Regions from separate parts of the Mus musculus genome. Here all the other regions are linked to region 2. Evidence: chromatin contacts called from public HiChIP or PLAC-seq and promoter capture Hi-C data. All regions are on one chromosome and are shown on one strand. The core of a region is the stretch at or near the end of the contact, and the rest is flanking DNA. Distances in the headings are between cores, read along the strand shown.

What was found. Promoter capture Hi-C pulls out the DNA fragments that hold promoters and counts their contacts. HiChIP or PLAC-seq counts read pairs in DNA pulled down with a chosen protein or histone mark.
Region 1: an H3K4me3 HiChIP or PLAC-seq map of embryonic stem cells shows a contact between it and region 2, with 4 times the contacts expected there. The contact joins the promoter of Gna11 here to the promoter of Atcay in region 2. A contact is called at or near these places in 8 of 39 promoter capture datasets (the HPC-7 cell line, cranial neural crest, embryonic stem cells and 4 more), 1 of 484 Hi-C or Micro-C datasets (B cells), 5 of 115 datasets of contacts at active chromatin or transcription factors (embryonic stem cells, large pre-B cells and pancreatic cancer cells) and 1 of 9 other capture datasets (liver).
Region 3: a contact with region 2 is called in a promoter capture Hi-C map of embryonic stem cells. The contact joins the enhancer-like site here to the promoter of Atcay in region 2. A contact is called at or near these places in 4 of 39 promoter capture datasets (cranial neural crest, embryonic stem cells, liver and 1 more), 1 of 484 Hi-C or Micro-C datasets (embryonic stem cells) and 1 of 115 datasets of contacts at active chromatin or transcription factors (pancreatic cancer cells).

The regions. Positions count from the first base shown.
Region 1 is chr10:81,543,776-81,547,771 of GRCm38.p6, forward strand. Gna11 (guanine nucleotide binding protein, alpha 11) reads right to left here and starts at 1,387. Exons shown (of 7, transcript NM_010301.4): 1 at 1,017-1,387. The coding sequence starts at 1,152.
Region 2 is chr10:81,229,278-81,233,798 of GRCm38.p6, forward strand. It overlaps Atcay (ataxia, cerebellar, Cayman type), which reads right to left and starts at 1,509. Exons shown (of 13, transcript NM_178662.4): 1 at 1,215-1,509. Zfr2 (zinc finger RNA binding protein 2) reads left to right here and starts at 3,886. Exons shown (of 18, transcript NM_001034895.3): 1 at 3,886-3,965. The coding sequence starts at 3,913.
Region 3 is chr10:80,764,485-80,768,409 of GRCm38.p6, forward strand. Dot1l (DOT1-like, histone H3 methyltransferase (S. cerevisiae)) reads left to right here. Exons shown (of 28, transcript NM_199322.2): 2 at 118-161; 3 at 1,679-1,753. Among named protein-coding and RNA genes, the nearest start is that of Dot1l, 11 kb to the left of the region's middle. Within about 2 kb of position 2,212, at least 57 of the 459 cell types and tissues checked have an H3K27ac peak or open chromatin away from gene starts, as enhancers often do. A contact at or near this core is called in embryonic stem cells and liver, where this site is marked.

The sequences.
Region 1 (3,996 bases), core at 137-2,636, 310 kb after region 2:
TTGGGCTCTTATTTGGGGTGACAACAAGAGGACCTGGGCTCCCTGGCTCCCAGCAACAGGTGGGCCTTGAGGAGTCAGAACCCCAGGAAGTGACAGACACACATTGAGCTTCCCTGGGGTGGGTGGGGTGTGGAGAGGACAAGACTGGACCCCCAGGAGGCAGGACAGGGCCAGGGAGGCTGCAAGGCTGACTGCTGTCAACCTACTGGGTTCCGGCACAACAGAAGCCCAAAGAAGAAAAGCCACCCACTCCAATGTGGAGGAATTCAGAGGATCTATGGAAAAGAGAGGGAGACTGAGGAGTACCCACGAAAGCAACAAGCCAGAAGCAAAGCAGGACCATTTGGGTGTATAGTCCTTGGAGGTAGAGAGGAGGGTGCAACCCTTTGGGAACTGTCTTGGGGAGTCTGTAATCCAAAGGGGCATCATGAGAGCAAGACAGCTTACAGGGCTCACCGGAGGCTATGTGGGGACAATGGAAAGGAGAGAGCCTACTTGGTGCGGCAGGGCCAAGGGCCACCTCCGTGCAAGAATTCTCAGGAGCGACAGAAAGCAAGTCTCCCAGGGTCCTGGGGCCCAATGTGGCCAGCAGATGCAAAATCTCACCACAGATATCAGAGGCAGGAGGCTGACCCCGAATGAATCTAAGGCCTGGATAACAGAAAGGCTGGCCACAAAGGGTCGCACAGGCTGAGCCCAGGGGACCACACGGGAGAAGCTGGCCACCACAGGCCCAAGCCACCTGCACTGCTCAGGGTGCAGCGATCCCGGAAGGGCTGACCGCTGCAGGGCAGCGCTGACTAGTTGCCCCGAGGACATCCGAGGTGGCCCGACAGGCCGTGGGCAGCGGTCTGAAGGGGTCGCACCCGACTGTCACCGCGCGCTACTCGCCGGGGACCAGAGACCGCGGCGGCTGCAGCACCCTGCGCGCGCGGAGACCCCGGCAAGGCCCGGATGCCCCGTGCACCCACCCGGTCCCCGTGACAGAGGTCCCACGGCACGGGCACGCAGCTCACCAAGTAGCAGCAGCTTGAGCTCGCGCCGGGCGTCGCGCTTGTCCCGCCGCAGCTGTTTCTCGATCTCCGCGTTGATGCGCTTCGACTCCTTCACCTCGTCGCTCAGGCAACACGCCATCATGGACTCCAGAGTCATCGTCGCGGTCCTCCGGCTGCCGCCGGCCCGGCCCTACCTCTTCCCGGTTCCCCGAAGGCCACGGCCCGGCCCCAGAGGCGCGTCCACCGTCCGCGCCGTGCAGCGCAGCCGCCGCCGCCGCCGCTACCCGCAGCCGTCGCCACCGAGCGCCGGCGCCCGAGGACCTGAAGCGCTGCCACGGGCCCCGGGACGGGCAGGCGGCGCGGCCAATGGGAGGGGCCGCACGGCTGCGCGCGCGCGCGCGCCGCAGGGACAGGACTTTAGGATCGCCTGGGGGCGGGGCCTCGCCGCTCGGGGGCGGGGTCTGGAGGGCGCAGCGCAAGCGCGCGTGGGGTTGCGTCGACGTGGGAAGGGGTTGAACGGTTCGCGGCTGGGCGCGGACGCCGAGGATTGTGGGAATGGGGAGGACTCGGAAGCCCGAGCTCGGTTCCTTTCGGGAGGCGAAGCGAGGCTCGGCTCGGGGAGGCGCCGCTCGGCTACACTCGGCTCCTCTCGGCTCGGGCAGGCGCCGCTCGGCTGCGCTCGGCTTCTCTCGGCTCCCCGAGGCTGTGCTGAGAGCGCCAAGAGAGAGGCTGCAGTTCTCTGGAGCGAGGCCGTCACCGCCTGCGGATGTGAGAAAACGCCCTGACCGGCTCGCTCATCCATTCCTAAGCAGGCCTATCGTGTGCCAGGCAGAAATTCATGCCCTACTGTGTACAGTACATTCATGCAGCACTCGTTAAATACCACACAGGTCACAAGTATGAACACAATGCTTGCTGTAGAGTATACACTGATGCGGCAGCCTGTGGTAGCTCAGGCATTAATATCACATCTACTGTATACCAAGCCTTAAGGAAACACGCATATGTAACTGCCACATTCAATATAGGGTATACAAACCAAGTGTTTTTCACATATACAACGTATGCCAAATATGAATGCTGTGCCTGCCGTATACCACATATTGTATATAGCTCCTACTGTGTACTATGTGCTGATGCAGCACAGTACCTCCTATTAATATGCTGCCTGATTTCATATATATATGTGTGTGTATATATATATATATACATATATACATATGTCATATATGTGTGTATATGTACATATGTGTGTATATATACATACACATATATGTATATATGTATATGTGTGTATATATATACACACGCACACACACACACACATACATACATATATACTGTCAACCAGGCTTACTGGCAGGTGAAGAATAAGCATTATTAACAGTCTGCCTGCTGTATACCAAGCACCAATTTACGCTGTTGTTGTGCATGTGAACGCCCATGAATGTGGTTTGCATGTGCTGGAGTGGAACCCACCCCACCCCCGCCCCCCGCATGTACCAGGCAGGTAAGTTCCCTGTTGGTGGGTCAATCTGAGTCCCCCAAGTGTAAACTAACTCACAAACCTGAGAAGTGTTTTCTACCTTCCAGAAAGAGGCATGCGTACCCAGTCAGCACTCAATCAGGGCATGTGTCAATAATAAGAGACTACAAAGAACTTGAAAGTCAGGCCTGTGCTGCATGCGTTCCTGTCCCAGTCCCTGCCTGATTGCCCAGCCTTGAGATAAGACGGCAAGGGGAGGGTCAAAGTCTTCATTTACTAGCTGATTGGGGTTGTGGGGAGATTATTCCTCTGAAACTCTCCTATCAGGGCCTCTGTCCCCACCCCAGGAGTTCATGGCCCAGACAAGGGGCTCCCGGGTGGCCCAATGTGGTCAAAGTTCCTCTTGCAGCTCATAGGCGCAACCCCTTGAGCCTTGACCATCCCAGTGCTGGAATGACAGGCATATGCCATGATGCCTGTTCACATTTATCTTTGTGTGCATACATAGTTTCCTTTTCTTAAAATAATTTAATCTTATTTTACATGCACTGATGTTTTCCTTGCCTGTGAGGGTGTCACATCTCTGGAGCTGGAGTTACAGGTGGCTGTGAACCCCCAGTGGATACTGGGAACCAAACCTGGGTCCTCTGCAGGAACAGCAAGTACGGTACCACTGGGCCATACTACCCTCCAGCCCCTGTGAGCTGTTCTGTTTGGATTCATGGGTTAGGGATCATCACCTGGTAAATTGTCGGCAAAAAAGGGTTCCAAGCAGCCAGGCCTTGGCGCACGCCTTTAATTCCAGCACCTTGGAGGCAGAGGCAGTTGGATCTCTCGTGAGGTTCAAGGTGGTCTGGTCTACAGAGTGAGTTTCAGGACAGCCAGGGGCACACAGAGAAACCCTGTCAAAAGGGGCAGCAGGGTGGAGCTGAGGGGAGTACTCCGCTCCTAAGAGGACTTTCTAGGCAAGCATGAGGACCTGAGTTCAAACACAACACCCACTGATGGCTGCACACACCGGTGACCCCACCTCATCCCCACACTGAGGTGGAGACAGATAAATCCAGGTACTCATGGCCTAGCAGACTGGCGCAGGGCAAAGAGGCAGAGGGCCATGGTGGAGGATACCCAATGGCCAGTGTGCGTCCACGGGGGTGAGCACACCCAAGGCCATGTGCAGGTACCACCGAGGAAGGACAGACTGAGGCTCTGTAAACCAGACTGGCCCGGACTGCAGCTTCCTCCTGCCTCACCCAGTTTGGGGTTGGTGATTCCTGTGCTCCGAACTGACCCAGGATAACTCTTGTTCTCAATGACGGTGACACCCATGGTGGCTCAGGTCTCTTTTTTTCTTCTCCAACATAATTTTTCTTATTATTTGGGGAGTTCATATCATGAACCCTGATCATACTCACTTCCCAACCCTCCCAGGTCTACCCCCAACCTTGTGAGCCCCACCCCAAAAAAAGAAAAATTTAAAAACCCACAAGTCCAGTTTGTGTTGCCTGTATAATG
Region 2 (4,521 bases), core at 259-2,758:
TCTCCTTCTACCATGTGGGTCCCAAGCAGCAAACTCAGGCCAACAGGTGTCTCTAGGCTTAGCTCTGTGCTCCCAGAAGCCACCAGAGTGCTGCCGACCAAGTCCTTTTGTGAGGTGAGCCCTTGCAGCTCTTTCTGGTTTGTGAACGGTAGTTACAACTGGGCTGGTTCTTCTTCCTCCCTCGCCGGCAAGGTATCGGGGCAGAGTGGTGCTCTGGTGCCATGGAGATCCCTCAGACTGTCAGATGGAAGCACTTCATGTTGGCAGCCAGTGTTGGGAGGGCAACCCCCCCCCACACACACAACTAGGGACGCCCCCAAACCAAACCCTGCCACCAACAGGGTCATGTCTGCTACATCATGTTTTTCTTCTTATTTCCATATTTACAACAGAATTCCAGGGTCCAGACCCGGGATGTTAGGGTTTACCACCATGTCACCCCTACTCAGCTCCCTGATCTGATGACAAGGGCCACTGCCCTGCCCAGCGATCAGTGTGGTATAGGGCTGGTGGCTGGGGTGTGTCTCCAGCAGCCAGTAGATGATGGCCATCAGCTGAGATGTGCCTGGGAGATTCGGAGCCCAGAGGAGGCGGGGCCCACTTGAATGTCATCACCCATTCATGAAGAAGACCGAGACACAGCAGAGGAGAAAAAAATCTGTCCCCCAGTGTGTCCCCAACATGGGGTGAGCAGCCAGCCTCCCCAAGCACTGAACCAAATCTATTGTGTCTGTGCAGGGAGGTGACACGGGTACCCCATGAGCACCGTGACCAGGAAAGGACCCCCTTATCTACATACTTCCAAGTCCTGGGTGTGGTGGGTGTCCATGAATGCCAAGTGACAGCGAGAGACCAGGAACCCCCCCAAATCCAGGATAAACAGTATAGGTCTATGCCGGTGGCCACGCTGCTAAAATACCCACCCTTTTTAATGTATATGCAATGCTGATTTCTCCGAGCCCGCAGTCAGGGTTATAAATAGAAAACACTCGACACCGGATGGGAGGTTTACCGCCCCCAGGATGCTCCACCGAGAACTGGGGCTCTAATCCTTGGGTTCTGCATTCCCCTCACCCCACCCCCGACCCTCCTGGCTGGCGCAGCATCCGCGCTGGGGTGCCGCCAGCATTTCCCCAATAAACCTTTCCATAGCTGGGCTAGAAGCAAGGGACAAATGACAATTTAAATTTCCAGTTTGCAAAAGGCCCACTCACCTCGGTAGCGGAAGCTGCCTCTGCGCTGTCACTTGGACACAAAGGCGGGCATTTCTCGATGGTACCCAGGCGAGGGGCCTGGTGGAAGGATGCTCAGGGCCAAGTCCACATCTGAGGAAGGTCACCCAGGGCGACGTGGCCACAGCACACCTGTCCGGCCCAACTGTAGAAGGCGGCGCCGTGGGTTAGTAGCAGCACCCCTGTCCCCCTTTAGTCACTGTTTCCCCTGCCATCGCAGCCCAGGCCTGCCGCGGCTCTGGCTTTTCCCTTTCTGATGGCTGAGGCTCTGTCTTTCCCTCAGATAGTGGAGGAAGCTGCTTTTGTGTGCAGGGGGCGGGCCCAGGCCTGATAGACAGTTCTAGCATCCCTGCCTGCATCCTCCTCTCCCCATTGGCTGAGGCGAAAGCATTTCTCCCAGCCATGCCCAGAGCAGGTGCAAAAAAAAAAAAAAAAAAAAAAAAAAAAGTCTCTGAGATGGTGCATCTTACTTATGCAAAACCATAAGAGAAAATAAATAAACGGACAAGCAGCCGTGGCCTAACTCTTACAGGATGGGGGCGGGGAGCCTGCAGGATTCTTTGGTACGGGGGAAGAGACGCCCTTGAAACCATCTTTGAGGGCAAAGAAATGGAGGCTTCCAGATCCCCCTTTCAGGGTGAGTCAAAGGGTCCCTCATTCACCCAGGACAAGGCAGAATGTTGGGATGCAGCGAACCTGGCTGATTGTTTTAGATGTATTGGGTCTGCGCTACCGTGGGAACAGCGCCCCTGCAGTTGCCCAGAGGAAATCTAGAAGCTGATGGAAAAATGGACAGCTCGCATGCAGCTCAGCATCTGCAGTTGGATGGGATGGAAAGACAGTTTGTATCCTGGTCTCAAGTACTGGAAGCGCTGAGACCGGGGGGTGGGGGGTGGGGAGGCGCGTTGCAAGTTCAAATCCAGGTTGGACTAAGGTCAGCCTGGACAACTTGGTGAGCCCCCATCTCAGAAGTGAGAAGAGGGGTCATGCTGGATGGTTCAGCAGGTGTGCGTGGAGCTGTCAGGGAGGAGGGGGGTAGGCAGAGAAGCTGGTGTGCACTGGCAGTTTCAGCCCGAAGCAAGCGCGGGAGGAGGCTGGGGCTAACTGAAAAGCAATCGGAGGGCCATTGATGTCAACGTCTGCCCTCTGCATGTGCACTGACACATGCACTGGCACATGCACACACACACACACACACACACACAAACATTTAAAGAGGGGTGGGGGCGTGGTCAGAGGTGATGTCCTATGTAGAATTCAGCCAGTGGTCAGGGGTAGAGCTCTGCCTAGTATGGCAAGCAAGGGTCCTGGGGAAAATGGAGACTAAGCTACAATTTGATTTAGCAGCTGAGAACTGCAGTTGATTTCCAGACGTTACCAGAAGTAAAAGAGAGCAGAGAAGGATGTCCCCAGTGTCCATAAAGAACTAATCGCCCAGACTTTGGTCCCTGAAAGTGTGAGAGAATAAATGTTTGGGGTTTAACCCCCCTCCATTCAGTTTCTTATCTTTCCTGGTAACTAATATAAGACCCCACATAGTAGTGGATCTCCAAGGTTCTTTCTGCACATCCTGTGAGCACATCAAGTTCCTTCCTGCCACAAGGCCTTTGCCTGTACTGTCAGTACTCTCGGATCTCCTACGTTCATACGAGTGTACATGTGAGTATAGGTCACATAGGCTCTCTCTTCCTGACAACAGGTTTGTTCTAGGCATTTCCCACCATGGAAATGCGTGCCTACTGTCTCACTGAGCACGAGGCTCATTCACCTGTCGGTGCGGCCATAACTCCCACCCACTTTCAGAACCTTCCATCTACCCACACTATGCCCATCACCTCCCTACTTCTTATATCTTACTTCCTGTGTCTGTCAGTCTGAGGACTCCAGGAACCTCCTGGAAGTGAGATCCTGGTCCGAGTGTCCTTTTGTGTCTGACTCATGCTGACATGCTGTCCTCAAGGGCCATCCATCCATGTTGGAATAGGTGTCTGGGTTTCCTTGCATTTTCTGGGCTATTACTCCATTTTGTGTGTTTCCTTTAGCACTGATAAATCAGTTTGCACCTTTCTAGAACACGTCAGAAGTTGGACTCTCAGAGGCAAAAGTCAAGGGCACAGGGCTTGCAATAAATAATAGGGGAAAAGATCACATGTAACTCAAGAGAAACTGCCACAGTCCCCCTGCCTTCTAGAAAGACGTGGGCTACACACCTAGAGCCTTAAGCCTTGGAGGCCACACATGCTCAGGTCAAGGATGGTCACGTGCCACCCACCCACTCTCTCAGCCTTGGAATTTCTCAAGCTTTCTCAAGAATCAGCCAGCTCTCTGCCTTGCGTCCAAGAAGAGATAAGGAAGGTGGCAGTGTACATCAGCAGGTGATGGGGCTTGCCGCCAAGCCCAACTACTGGAGTTTGATCCTTGATCCCTGGGACTCCACGTGGCGGATGGCAGGCCGGGTCTAGAACCGACTTCCCTAAGATGTCCTTTCATCATCATAGAGGCACCTGAGTTAGGCGTCCTCCGTAGGGGGCGGGGCTTGGCCGGTGGGCGGAGACAGGCTGAGGCTCTCTGGGGCTAGGGATGGCAGGTTCGAGCAGGGGCGGGGCTTGAACGAGCACGGGGCGGTGCGTCGGGGGCAAGGCCCTGACGTCACTCCCGTGGGCTCCGGGAGGACGTGGACATGGCGGCTAGCAGCTCTTCCGGCCTCGCGCAGGGCACCAACCCGTCGTCCAGGTAACGAGCCCCGTGGGCGGCGAGGCGCCCCAACCCCGCGGGACTCGGTCGTGAGTCACGGGGAGCGGGGCGGGCCCGAGGCGGGGCGACGGCCCCTGGGGTCCGCGGGAGGGCGGGGCGGGGAGTCCGGGGAGTGACAGGCAGGGTGGGGGCGGGGACCCCGTGGGGATAGGGCTAGCCTAGGAGGGACCGACCTGGATGGGTAGGGTGGGGACCGAGGATGGAGGACAGAGTTGGGGGAGGGGACTGACCTCAGAGAGGACCTGAGACCTTGGGGAACCTTCCAAGCGGGAATAGGGTGGGGTGTTCTGGCCCCTGATGGATAGAATTGGAGTTTTTGGTGTCTGATGTATGGGGGAATCCTCCAGGCAGGGATGGAGTCAGAGTTCTGGTTCCTGATGGATGGAGGACCCTCGAGACGGGGATGGAGTCTGGGGTTCTGATGTCTAGTGGATGGGGGACCCTCCAGATGGGCCTGAATTGGGGGTTCTAATCCCTGATGAATGGGGGACCCTCCAGGTGAGTATGGATTGGGGGTTCTGGTGTCTGACAGATG
Region 3 (3,925 bases), core at 962-3,461, 460 kb before region 2:
GCTCTGGGGAATATGTTGAGTCACCACCTCTGTAGGGTGGTTGTGCATCATAGAACAAGAGGACTTTGGGGTGTCACTGTGGTTGTTGGGTCCAACTGTGCATCTTTTCTCTTTCAGGACAAGCACCATGATGCTGCTCATGAGATTATTGAGACTATCCGGTGAGTACTGTATGGGATGAGCACTGGGCTCGGAGCTTCCTCCCAAGGTTCCCAGCACCCCCGCTGCACTGTCCTCACTGGGACCTCTGGGAAGTGTGGCAGGAGGAGCCCTGGCAGAGGCATCTCTCCATGACCCTTGTCTGGGAAAACCTCAGTTGTTTGTTTCCCCTGCCATGGTGGGGATGGAGCCAGCTCACATATGTGCAGCCTCTGAGCTGCTTGCTACCTCCTGTGAGATGGGACTTGGGACGTCTCTGTGTCCCCCATCTTCCCTTCACTAGTCCCCACCTTTGGATTGGAGAAAGATGGGAGTTTGTAAGGACTATGAGTAGGACCTCCTTCCTGTGACACCAGCAGACACATGGTGCCAGGGCAGCTGCCTGTTGGGATGGATCTGCAGCCTTTTTTCTGAAGCATCCTGTGGTTCCTGTAATAGTGGACATAGATTACTGGGGAAAGCCCTGGCAGACCATAGAGACTGGACTCATAGATTGCCATTCAATGCCACAGGTGGAGGCAGTGGAAGCAGTGGGACTTACAAGCCAGCCGGGGCCGTAAAGAGGCCAGTTAAGTTGGGTATAGTGCTAGCCTGGGGACCTGAGTACATCTCTGGAAGCCATGTGAATGAAGATGGAAGGAGGGGACTGGCTACAGATTTCCTTTGATCTCTTATGTGTGCTATGGTACACATGTCACCCCATCTTGTGCATCTACAAGTACATACATACCTAACCTAAGAAGGCCCACCCACACCCTTGCCAACTGTCTAAGCCTCCAGGAAGCTCTTTTGGTGGAAGAGTGTATCTGGCTGGAGTGGAACCCAGCAGAACTTGTGAGGCAGAGGCAGGAGCATCACTATAGTTTTGAGGCCAGCCTGGTTTGCCCCTTGGTATACATAGTGAGTTCAGGACAGTCAAGGCTGTGTAGAAAAATCCTGTCTGGGGGCGGGGTGGGGCGGGGTGTTATATCCCAAGCTGGTCCCTCCCCCAGAGTTTTTTTTTTTTTTTTTTTTAATTATGTTTGTGTGTGGTTGATTTGTCAGGTACACACATGCCACAGCATATGGTGGGGGCAGAGGGCAGCTTTGTGAAATTGCTTCTCCTCCTTGTGTAGGCTACAGGATTGAACTTGGGTTGTTGGTTCTGTGCCACAGTTGCTTTTACCCACTGAGCCATCTTGCCAGCTCCCTCCCCATCTTGGGGAAAGGTCCCATTATGTAGCCCAGACTGGCCTTGAATTAGAAATTTTTATGCCTCAGCCCCACCCAATGTGCTGGATTGGCTGGCTTGTACCACTGAGCCTGTCTAATATTTTGCTTTTTACCATAATATATGAATTTATTTCTTTTCCAAGTGCCAACACTGACCTTGGCCTCAAAATCTGTGATTTCTCAATAGCTCCTCATGAACTTGCACAGTAACATTCACACACACACACACACACACACACACACACACACACACACACTCCAGAGAGCGTCGTGCTGAGGCCAGCAACACCTCTGTGTTCCATTTCAGGTGGGTCTGCGAGGAAATCCCAGATCTCAAGCTGGCCATGGAGAACTATGTCCTGATCGACTACGACACCAAAAGGTGAGCAGGAAGGGATGGAGCAGGCTGTGGGCTGCACCTACCCCGCTGCCTACACCCTTGCTACGCTTCCTTCGGGAAGCTCTTTTGGTAGAAGAGTGTATCTGGCTGGAGGAGTGAGGCAATCACTGGGAACTCCTACACTGTACACATTGAATTGATATGTGGGAAATTACCAGGGCTGGTGAGAGAGCTACTGGCCGTTTTAACAGCAGGTCCTGCCAGCGCTATGTTGATGGGCCTCCACCTTGCCACCATAGGTGCTGGGTGAGGCCAATCCTTGCCCCCACCTAGGTAGGCCTTCTGTGCAGAGTGGGCGGAGAAGCAAAGGCATCCCTGGAATGCTGCCTGGAGCCAGGTTTGTTTTTCTTTGAGAAAGAATAGCCCAGGCTCTACCTCCTGCTCAGAGCCTGCCTAAAAAAGCTTTGCTTGACCTATGACCTGATTATTAGAAAGGATTCCTGCCAGCCTTAGTGACACTGGGACAGGACAGTCCTACAGTCCACTGGCTGGGCCCCTTGCCCTCTGACTAGCAACTGGGTGTAAGTGGACTCGAGCTCACTGCTGACCCAAGGCAGGAGCCTGTGTCCTTATAGAGTTGGAATTAACTTCAGCCCTCTATCTCACTTCCTCTGTGAAGCTCCTGGACCCCAGGAAACGACTTTTTTCATGTGAGGAACCCACCCAGAACCCTGCAGTGGGACCCTCCACCCCTCTGGTCGTCGAGTAGGCTTTCTTACCTTACCTGGTGTGACCTCAAACTCCTGGGGCTCGCATGACCCAAATTCCAAGTAGCTGGGACTGTAGTTGTGTGTGCCAACACCTCGCCCTGCTTTGGCTTTTCCCGGTTCAGGGATGCCATGCTCTGTTCTGTGGCTGCAGCTGTCCTGGGTTCCTTTTAAGAGAAAGAAAGGTGGGCTGGTGAGATGGCTCAGTGGGTAAGAGCACCCGACTGCTCTTCTGAAGGTCCGGAGTTCAAATCCCAGCAACCACATGGTGGCTCACAACCATCTGTAACAAGATCTGACACCCTCTTCTGGAGTGTCTGAAGACAGCTACAGTATACTTACATATAATAAATAAATAAATCTTTAAAAAAAAAAAAAAGAGAGAAAGAAAGGTGTAAGACACATGATTGGGGCCAGTCCAGGTTCATACTGTAACACACCAGAGTGCTGGGGCATCAAGTGGCATTGTGTGACTCCCTCACATGGGGAGGAAGCTGTCTGTGTGTCTTAGTGTTCCAGAGCATCCTGTCCCCAGCATTAGTCTCCTCCTGGGCATTTAGGGTATCCCTGAACATAGGGGGTGTGGAGTAGCACTCTCATCCCTAGAACTGTGCTTCTGCTACTTGGCGGTCAAAGTACACAGGGGTCTTCTCAAAGAAACCAAGAAATTAAGGGGTCCTGCCCCAGGCCTGTCCAAAAGCCAGATACCCCTGCACCTGGTCCTGGCTGATGGTGGCCTGGAGTCCAGAAATTGGCAGGGCCTCCACTGCCCAAGCAATCCAAGGCACTATGCCTGCTTGCCTCCTTTTTAAACGGCTCCATTTATTTTTACTTTGAGTGTGAACGTTTGCCCATTTGTTTGTCTCTACAACATATGCAGGCAGTACCCACAGGGGCCAGAAGAATCCCCTGGAGCTGAAGCTATAGCTGGTTGTGAGCCTCTTTGTGGGTGCTGGGAACAGAACCTGAATACTCTTGCAGAGGTAGCCATTGCTGTCATTGCTATACTAGGCTGTCTCACATGTTCCAACTTCGTTTTCTTTTTTGGAGACAGGTTTCACTGTATAGCCCTGGCTGGCTTGAACTTGTAACATTGTCCATCTCTGCATCTTTCCACCTCCTGAGAGCTGGAGTTGTCAGTGTGGGCCAGTGCCCCATCCTGTTGTCTCACATGCTCCTTACAGCTTAGAGAGGAGAGCCTAGTCTCTCTACCTTCTACCTCATTTGAGATGACTTCTTAATTTTGAATGCTGCACATGCCAACCCTGCCCCCTTCTTCCTTAGAAGGATGGAGAACTCAGGACCTCATTCTGCCCTGCTTTTGGTAGGTTCTCAGGACTCAAACCCAGGACCTCATACTTAGTTAGAAACAAGCACACTAGCTGCTGAAACTATCTCCCCAGCCCTCGCCTAGGTCATAGTTATGACATGCTCTTAAAGTTCCTCA